Regions from separate parts of the Mus musculus genome. Here all the other regions are linked to region 2. The links are chromatin contacts, called in public Hi-C and promoter capture Hi-C maps. All regions are on one chromosome and are shown on one strand. Each heading gives the region's core, a stretch centred on a gene start, on an enhancer-like site or on the middle of the called end of the contact. The rest is flanking DNA. Distances are from core to core; before and after follow the strand shown. Region 1 holds the start of Eci2 (enoyl-Coenzyme A delta isomerase 2). Region 2 holds the start of Fars2 (phenylalanine-tRNA synthetase 2 (mitochondrial)). Region 3 has its middle 59 kb from the start of Gm30549.

The links. Promoter capture Hi-C pulls out the DNA fragments that hold promoters and counts their contacts. A called contact is a pair of places that touch in the nucleus more often than the background predicts.
Region 1: a Hi-C map of uterus shows a contact between it and region 2, with 4 times the contacts expected there. The contact joins the promoter of Eci2 here to the promoter of Fars2 in region 2. A contact is called at or near these places in 2 of 39 promoter capture datasets (neutrophils and pre-B cells) and 2 of 484 Hi-C or Micro-C datasets (CD4 T cells and uterus).
Region 3: a promoter capture Hi-C map of 3T3-L1-derived adipocytes shows a contact between it and region 2, with 4 times the contacts expected there. The contact joins the enhancer-like site here to the promoter of Fars2 in region 2. A contact is called at or near these places in 3 of 39 promoter capture datasets (3T3-L1-derived adipocytes, hippocampal neurons and liver) and 1 of 115 datasets of contacts at active chromatin or transcription factors (the SCID.adh cell line).

Annotation. Positions count from the first base shown.
Region 1 is chr13:34,992,441-34,995,420 of GRCm38.p6, reverse strand. Eci2 (enoyl-Coenzyme A delta isomerase 2) reads left to right here and starts at 1,277. Exons shown (of 10, transcript NM_001110331.1): 1 at 1,277-1,407; 2 at 2,191-2,353. The coding sequence starts at 1,364.
Region 2 is chr13:36,116,026-36,119,370 of GRCm38.p6, reverse strand. Fars2 (phenylalanine-tRNA synthetase 2 (mitochondrial)) reads right to left here and starts at 1,728. Exons shown (of 7, transcript NM_024274.3): 1 at 1,366-1,728. It overlaps Lyrm4 (LYR motif containing 4), which reads left to right and starts at 2,014. Exons shown (of 3, transcript NM_201358.2): 1 at 2,014-2,296. The coding sequence starts at 2,211.
Region 3 is chr13:37,128,779-37,132,149 of GRCm38.p6, reverse strand. No RefSeq gene overlaps it. Among named protein-coding and RNA genes, the nearest start is that of Gm30549, 59 kb to the right of the region's middle. Within about 2 kb of position 1,284, at least 66 of the 459 cell types and tissues checked have an H3K27ac peak or open chromatin away from gene starts, as enhancers often do. A contact at or near this core is called in 3T3-L1-derived adipocytes, the SCID.adh cell line and hippocampal neurons, where this site is marked.

The DNA of each region.
Region 1 (2,980 bases), core at 28-2,527, 1.1 Mb after region 2:
GTAGGACCTAATTGACCCACACACCTCCTTCTCCAAGGTCTTTATAAGAACCAGGAGTGGAGATTCGAACTCTGGTGAGATCTTGAGGAGGATTCTGCCATTCTCACTCTAGTACAGAAACAAAACTCTCAGAGACATGCCCGGGCATCTTGACTGCACTGTAAAGTAGATCAAAAGCATACCCAATGGCTCTTTTTAAAAAAATGTATTTGTTGTAACTTTTTTGTTTTACTTTGTCTATTTATTTAACTGTCGTTATGTAATTGGTTTTGCATACTGGTATTATGCATACCATCTGTGTGTCTGAGGGCTGTTTAGGTCATAAAATGTGTCTGTCCCCTTGGAACTGGAGTTATGAATGGTTATGACCCACCCTGTAGATTCAGAGAAACCAAACCCGGGCTTTCTGCAAGAGCCACGACTGTTCTCAAATAGCCTAGTCAATTCTCTAGCTCTACCAATTAGCTCTTCCGTGGCTCTCTATTACTCTTAGCACAGAACATATATATATTCATATCAAGAATTTTATCTACGTGCAAAGAGGATCATTTGAGTCGGCAGGGAGGTCTAGGACTCACTATGAAGGTACTTTACAATGCTAGTTCCAGGTCTCACACACTACAAGAGCTTCTTAACGTGGGCGCAGTGATCCTCAAGCTCAACTAATACTCTGCTCAGTGTGGTTCCCTTTCCTTGCGAACTGCCCCACCCCCACCCCAATCTTCAGCCAGACGTGGTGTTTACTGGAGGTGGCCTCTGCTAAGCATGAGAATCACCTTAGGGGCAAACGCCTACATTAATGAAGCTTATACCGTTTCATGTTCAGCTTAAACTTAATTGTGCAAGATAAGCATATCCAGGAGCACTCTTGTCCATATAATCTTTTAAACATAATGTTCCATGACCTTAGACTGAACGTGCTCAGGAGCGTGCTCCTAACTAAACATTCTGGGAGCTGTCCGGTTTGTAAATAAATATGCTTAGGCTCTCTGATTAATATTCCGAAGAACACAGTGAACCGCCTCCGTACCCTGTCCCTCTTTGCCAGATCTTGTGCCAATCACCTTTGTACGGAGTTGGACCTGGGCCAGGCATTCTAGGCTCCTCCTCGAAACCCGCCCATTCTCAACTCTGAAGGAGTCGCTAGTCGCACCCCTGCCCAGGGCTCACATCCAAGATTATCTCCGCCAGTCTTTTTGTCCCCGGGTCCTTTCACAGGCCGAGCTCACATCCTGGCCCCGCCCCTGAACCCTGGCCCCACCCACGCCCGGAGCGCACCTCTGGCTCCGCCCCTTCCCGGTCTTGCCCTGCAGTTTCTGCTGGGCCTAAGCCTCCGGGCTCAGTTTGACCACAGTATCTAGCTATGGCGGCAGTGACCTGGAGTCGGGCTCGATGCTGGTGTCCGAGGTAAGCTTGCAGCCTCGACTCTCCGGCCCAAAGTCGCCAGCGGGAATTTTCGCCCGCCCACGGAGCCGCCCGCTTTGTCATCTGGCCTGGCTAGCGAGACAGCAGGATATTACTTTGACGATTTCCCAGCGAGAGAGCTCTAAAGAGTGACCTCGAAGGTTCTTCCTCTGCTGAGTCCCAAAGGGTAAGGATGGACGCGCTCCGGTCGCCTCCGTCGGTGCTTGGGTCCCCGGGGCACCCAGGCCTCCAGGCCCAGCCCGGGACTTCCTAGGGCACGCACGCAGTGCCTTGGCTAAGATGACACTTTGTCCAATATTGCTAGTTAGCTCTGAGCGCTGCTGAACCAGTGTGGGGTTTCAAGCAGTAAGCTCACTTTGTTCAGAGAAGTGGCTGGAGAGAGTGCTCCATAAGTAATAACCCAAAGAACTATGGAGCAAAGTGAACCGCTGTGTGACTTTCTCAAAAGGCAAAACTTACCCTCCATTTGAATGAGCGTGCAATAAGCGTCAGTGGGAAGTTGCTTACTTAGGGAAACTGTTGGGGTTTTTGTTGTTGTTGTTGTTTTTGTTTGTTTGTTTGTTTGTTTTTCGAGACAGGGTTTCTCTGTATAGCCTTGGATATCCTGGAGCTCACTTTGTAGACCAGGCTGGCCTTGAACTCAGAAATCCGCCTGCCTCTGTTGTAGATGCATGCTGTTCTGATCAACATGAGTTGGAGCCAATCAGTAATCCTGTTGCTGCAGAAATAAAAGGGCAAGGAACAAACAGAAACCACTATTTGTAGTGTCCTGCAGGTCTTCAGATTACAAGTGGCTAAACTGCACTTGGGCAGACCAACAATGAGAGCCAGTCAGCAGGACTTTGAAAATGCATTGAACCAGGTGAAACTCTTGAAGAAGGACCCGGGAAACGAAGTGAAGCTAAGACTCTATGCACTGTACAAGCAGGTAATAGACTGAGCTCTGTTGTAACTTAAACGCATTTTGAGCAAATGATTCCTGAATTTGATACGTTTCTGATACGTTTCTAACACTGTTTCTAACATTCCGGTTGCATGGCTGGCTCCCCTTTGGGGTGTATGTATGCAGGCTTTATTTTGTTTTGTTTTTCATATTAGGCCTTTATATGCTATTAAAGCACAGAGTAGCCTCCTCTGCTTCTCTCCAGAATAAAGAGATTTGGAAGATACACCATTTATATTCACATGTTTGGAGCCTGCTTGAGCCCTTCCTAATGAGAATAATTCACTGGGGCAGTTGGATAAACTTGAATACGGACCGAGTTTTACCATCATTTACCAGTGTCCTGGTTATCGTTAACAGTGCCATGATTAATTATATAATAAAATGTTGGTGTTTCGGGGAAATAGATAGTATTTAAGGATGAAATAGTATGGGTTTAGGGGGATGTTTGAAATTAATTAAAATAAAAAAGACAAAATCAGAGAAGACATAAGGTAAAATTTAATAACTGTTCAACTGATTAATTGGATACTGTAACTCATATTTGTGAATGTTGGAAAATTTTTCTAACTTTTGAGGAACTAAAGGTTATAATGGAAAAGACTTCATCAG
Region 2 (3,345 bases), core at 479-2,978:
AGCTGCATTTGATCACACAAAGATAAGCCAGGTCGATACATTACTGTACACATTAGTAATTAACTCCTTTGTAATTAGGCATCAACTGCATACAGTAATTATCCTAATTTCACTTTCAAGATGAAAGTAAAATACATTTAAAACATATTCCCCACTCTTTTATGACAAATCAAAGTAATTTAAAACGTTTTTCCTTCTCATTCTGGTAATTTTGTCTACCTGTAACTTTTAATGTGTAGGTTTTCCTGGGGCATTATTATCAATAGCAATCAATATTCTATTACCTCAAGAGACCACAGCTCTGTTCTGACTCTGCAACAAGGGGAAAACCTACTTTACAGATGTCAGCCATTTAGAAAGTTGCAAGTAAAACTCAAAATATTAATGGATCCCATTAAACTTGAGTCAGTGACCTGATCAAACAAACAGAAAGGGAACAAAAGGCAAGTTCTGTTCCATTTATTTAAAAATTAAATTTGAAATTTAAAAATCTATTTTGACTAAGACAAAAATCAAACAGGGGCTTAAGAGTGTTTTTATAAAAGCACTGTATCGTCAATACCTTTGATTGCCACTACATCAAGACGAGTAGGTATACTTAGATTCAAGGACAACAAGTTGCAAACATGTGATCCAGAAAAACACAGATTGTTTCGAATAGAGAATGAAAGCTTGATACACCAAAACAAATGATAAGGCATGGTAAATTGACTTCCGTCTTATCGTTAAAATGACTCTTTGCTGTATTTAGGGACAGAGAATTTGCAGGTAGTGGCTTGTTGCACCATCTTAATATAAAACAATATTCCAAAACTAACGAGTGAGTTCCAAACACAAGAACCAGAATTATTCGAAGCTTCTCTTCGCACAGTCCTAAGATCAAGGAACAACCCAAAAACTTAAGTACTTTAGTAAGCTGGTCCGTGATAGCTAAAAGCTGAGAAAAACCCTCTTTTTGCCTTGGGTCTGAAATGATGTCTAGGAAATCCCCTAAAGTCCTAAGGGTTCCCTTATTAATCATGACATCTAATTTATTTATGTGCTTGTTTGTTTATTTATGTTTACGCACTACAAAACCGTGCTCTTAACAAAAACAGTAGTGCATCCCACACTTTTAATCCCAGCACCGGGAAATCTGTGACCAGGAGCTCAAGGGCAGTCTGGACTACAAAACGAGACCCCGTCTCAAAAACAGGAAAGAAAAAAAAAAAAAAACAGAAAAGAAAAGAAAGAAAAAATAGTAAACAAACAAAAAATAGTGTAGCCCCTTAGTGAAGATCCCGGAAATGGAAGTCACAGCCGAATGCAAAGTGCATAACAGTCGGCGACCTGACACCTCTACTCTGCAGCAAGGCCAGCACTCACCCAGCGTACGCCGGGGAAACCAAACGCGGGCGTTTCGAAGTCCGCAAAGCGGCCACACACTCACTCCGCCGTCACTGAGCTTAACCTCTGGCTACCGAGACGCTGGGCGCGCTGGGCGCCGCCATCTTGACGGGAAGAGGCCAGGGCCCTAGGTCCCTTGAGCCGCTCGCCCAAAGACAAGCCGGTGCGCCAGGAAGTCGCCAGCTAGTTACCTCCGCACCACTGGCGCTGCGTCCCCCAGTCACGATGACACTGATAAACTCAGGCTGCCAACCAGACGGATCCAAAGCAAAGTCACCCTCGTTTTCGTGCACAGCAGGTCAGGCAGCGCCAAAGACAGCCGAGCCGGGCAGGGGCAGGGCTGGGGAGCGCGGCTCGTAACCCAGGCAACGGGGCCTAGGCAGGTGTAGGGGGCGTGGTGTCAGGAGACACCGGGATCTCGGCCACGCCCCCGGGCGGTTCGAAAGGCGGAGGAGGCTTTGAGCCCTGGTGTTCGAGCCCGCGACTGTCCTCCCGAGGAGCGAGCCTGGGGCTGGACGGCTCGGCCTCCTGCCGCCCGAGGAGCCTGTGAGGAACGCGGAGCCTCCAGGACACGGGCGCCACCCCTTAGCTGCCCGCCGCCCTGCCTGCGGCGCCACCTCTCGCGCAGGACGCGAGCCAGGCCGCGCGCGAGCCAGGCGGAGCCTCTCTTCTCCTGCCTTCCAGCGTGCTTTTTTTTTTTTTTTTTTTTTTTTGCATCGTTTGACATTTGGGTTCAGTTAAACTTGGGGCTTCTACGAAGAAGGACCTGTTTGGTTTTGTTGTTAGGGTGTTTTTTGGTTTGTTTGTTTTTGTTTATTTTCAACATGGCAGCCTCCAGCCGCGCACAAGTTTTAGATCTGTACCGGGCGATGATGAGAGAGAGCAAGCATTTCAGCGCCTACAATTACAGGTGACCCGGGGGGAGGGCCGGGAATCGGGTGCCCAGCTCTGTCTGCGGGGGTCGCGGATCAGGCGGCCACAACCTGTGAAAGTGACAGGCTCCACTCCCATGACGCGCACGTGCAACTGTCCACCCCCAGGTGTGACCCTCAGAGCCCTGGAGGGGAGGAGCCAAGGACTTGCCCTTCAAATGCTGGGATACCTTCCCTGAACTGACACCCACATAGGGGCTTTAGGACCATTAAACAGTGTCCTGTTTCTGCGGTACAAAGTGATGAACGCGAAGCTACCAGTGAGAAGCTAGGACAAGGAAACTTAGGGCATACCTATATCTTGCCTTGAGATTACAAGAGTGGAAGCAGGCAGTCTAGACCACGTGGACACAAAACTGAAGGCTTGCTCTAGGGCCCCCTTTCATTTCACTAGTGTTTTAATTCGTGACGTTGGTTCCAAGTATCAGATACGTTCTTACTAAAGGATGGTGGAGAGGGGCTACATATTCATGTTAAAGGTAAAATGAGTTGCTAAGCCTTTAAAAACTGAATTCTTAGTTTATCCAGCCTCGCCAAACTGAAATCTTACTGCTAGATCCTAGAGTCTAGGACCTATAACAAGAGGACAGGAGCATCAATTCTTCAAAAACATTTAAAACTTAAATTTATTTTAAGTTATAAAATGTATGTTAATGAGTTACTATGCGTGCACCTCACTTAAATGCACTAAAACTTACATTTTTAACTCTGCCCCATTTCTTTCCTTGCTTGGCCTATTCCCCTACTTGTATGAGTCCCTTATACTTCCTTGCCACATGGTAGTGGTGCACACCTTTAACCCCAGCACTGGGAAGGCACAGGCAGCCAGAGCGCTGAAATCGAGGCCACCATGAACTACACAGAGAAACCCAGTCTCAAAAAAACCAAAACAACACACACACACACACACACACAAAACTCTACCTCAGAACCTCCACCTTCACAGTTTCTGCTTCTTTGAAACTTCTGACCCAACATTTCTGTAGAGTTTTAGGGTTTTTCTGATATTTGGTGTCTTATTGATTAA
Region 3 (3,371 bases), core at 35-2,534, 1.0 Mb before region 2:
GTGAGGGCTTATCATATTGAGATTGTATGCCAGTGTATACAAATGAGGATTGCTCAAGAGAGTTGGAAAATGTGACCAACATATGAATCAGAATGGGAGACCTTTGAGACTGTTGTCACTGTGGAGATGGACAGAGGTAGCAAGTCCTTCATGGTATTCAATATCCTCTCCTTCAGGAGGCATTCCCTGATATGTATGCAGTGCAAGATGGAGAGCCTCTGGGAAGCACTGGCCACTGTTGTTGTTAGCACTAAGCCCTGTTTGTGCTTCCTTTTCATTTTTAAACCTTGCCTTACTGTAAGACACACCCAACTCAAGCAGGGATCATGTCTGCCTTAATCAATGCCTAGTCACCATCTCACTGCAGATAACTAAACAAATATTTATTGAGTGAACGAGTCTATTGATTGACAGAATAAAAGAGCTTGCTAGTCATTGCTTCATGTGATAGGGAAGTTCCACTCTGACAGGTTCAATCCTATGGGCCATAGCCATCACATACATCATTATAGAGCAGTGGTTTTCAGCTTTCCTAATGCTGGAACCCTTAATACAGTTCCTCAAGTGGTGGTGACTCCCAACCATTAAATTATTCTTGCTGCTACTTCACAACTGTAGTTCTGCTACTGTTATGAATCATAATGTAAATATCTGTTATGAAGATGATCATAGGCAACCCCCTGTGAATGGGTCACAACCCACAGGTTAAGAATCACTGGGATAGGGGTTGCCAGGCACCAGCTCTGGGATTTTAAGTGTGTACTGCATGCTTAGCTTTTAACATGGGTCCTGGGAATCAAACTCAGGAATGTAAGTTTATGTACCCAACACTCGAGTGACTGACCTGTCTTCCCAGCCATACCAGCCACCCCTAATAGAGAAACTTAACTTTTCAAGTGCATTATCTTGGCCAAAGACAGTTTCACTGGTGTGGTGGCAACAAAAAGTCTCTTTGAAGTGGAAAAGGGGGCATGATCAGAAGGACTTTGCAGGCCCATCCATTAGTTCCCCACTAACCTCCTCTTTAGATCTAATTCTACATGATTCTCCCCCTCTGCCCCCTGCCCCGCTCCTAATTTCCCCAACATCATCAGCAAACATTTGAAATTCTGGCAGAAGTGAAAGAAACTACAATAGTTGTACCGATAGATTGATTAGCTTCCCTTAGATTTCCTGGTGGACAGGTTTGTTAGCTTTCGTTGGTAGCCGTTCAAACACCTGCCACTCAAGGGTTCCGGTACAAGAGGGAGAAGCAGCCTTTCCTCCAGCTAGCTTGCCTGTGAACTCTCTGTGGGTGTGTGACTTTACAGAAATAGAACGGCTCTGGCGGTTACTTAGGATTGCAACACAGCGAAACGTGAAATTGCTTTGCAGCTGTTCTTTGCAAAACGGACCCATTCAATACGGTCTTATTTTTTTCCATTTAAGATTCCTAATGACAAGGCCAAGTCAGTTGGCTTCAGTGAACTGAGCTGCATCAGGGACCAATATTTACTGGCCTTCAAGCAGGTGCCTATTTCCCTGTTGAGACCCTGGTCAGGTCCAGGAGCTAAACTGAATAGGATTTTGGAATGATTTGGCATTTAGCTATGGATATTTTGATTTTCAAGTCCAATATTTTCCAACTTAATGCAGTTTTGCATAGATTTACTGGTGGCTTAGGAATTTAGTTTCTTACTCTGGGATGGGGTCAGTATTTGCTCTACTGATAGCTTGATAGCATATCTCAGCACCATGTAGTGTTTTAGTTTGAATAGGGCTTATTACTTTCATCTAAACAGCAGTATGGGAATTGGTTTGTCCAGCTAATGCAATAGCCCAAAGGCTAGCAATCCCATTTGGAAAGCTTAATGTAATATTTATTAGATTCTGGAGATTAATGTAGTTAATTCTTGATTGTCTGGATGTGGTTTATAAATATTATCAAACTCTCTCTTTTCAGATTCTGGGCAGTAAATTACACCAGAAAAGCAAATTTCATAGTAAATGAGCTATTTGATATGCACAAATCTCCTTGTTCAATATGCACATTTTAGAATTTTATTTTGGTTCACTACTGGAATATTATCTGATCAAAATAAAACATAAAGGGAGCAGCTTGATATAAAGAACCCCTCTTTGGATTGAGGTCCCTGTACCACTACTGATCATTTGTGTGCTATTAGACAAGCAATATTTAGGCATTTTGAACAAGTTTGGGCATGCTCAAGCTCAAATATGGCGTAGTTAAAACACCTGTTCTCTATCTGTCTCAGGACTATTGTGAAGTTAACAGAAAGCTGAATCTTGTTTAACTTCCATGTCATCTTTGAAAATGCTATGTAGTTGTTAAATAAAATGTACTTGTTGCAGAGGATTGCCATATCTGGCCTCAATGGGAGGGGAGGTCCTTGGCCCAGGAGAGGCTCGATGCCCCAGTACAGGGGGATGCTAGAGCAGTGAGGCAGAAGTGTGTGGGTTGTTAGGTGGGGGAGCACCCTCATAGAAGTAGGGGGAAGAAGGGATGGGATAGGGAGTTTTTGTCGGGGAAACTAGGAAAGGAGACAACATTTGAAATGTAAACAAATAAAATAACCAATAAAAATAAATTAAAAAGTGTACCTTGTAAACTCCAAAGAAATACACACATATATTAGGATTTGCATTGTTTCATAATCAGTCCTTCCTATTCTTCTTCTTCTTCTTCTTCTTCTTCCTCCTCTTCCTTCTCCTACTTGACTCACTTCAGTTAAAATTTCTCCTCTCCCTTCTTTCCCCCTTTTTCCTCCTCCTCTGCTTCTCCTTATAATAGAGAATGAAATGCTGTTTGTCAAAGAGTTTAAAGCCTGTTTCTGACACGCAGAACTAGTGAAACTGTTGGGCAGTGGGACTTGCACCACTTGCTGCCTCAATCATCCCTCCTCTCGTGCACTGTTCACACACATACTGTGCTGGTTAAGATTCTTAACTCGACCTAAGCTGGTCCTTGAGATGAGGAGCCTCAATTGAGATAATAACTCCATCAGATTGCCGGTATGAAAGTCTGTAGGGCATGTTTGTTTGTCTGTTTGTTTGTTTGTTTGTTTAAATTAACAATTGATGTATGAGAGTATGAGAGCCTAGTTCAAGGGGATTGGTGCTACCTTTGGCAGATGACCCTGGGTGATATAAGAAAGGGGGCTGAAATGTCATGGGAAATAATCCAATGAGAAAGGGTCTTCTATGGCATCTGCTTAAGTTCCTGCCTCTAGACTCCTGCTTGAGTTCCTGTCCTGACTTTCTCCCATCATGGTCTAGGATATGGACGTGTAAGCTAAAGAAACCCTTATGTCCCAAGTTGTTGTTAATTATGGAATTTTATATCAGCAAACATACTAGTACATCACTCAGTA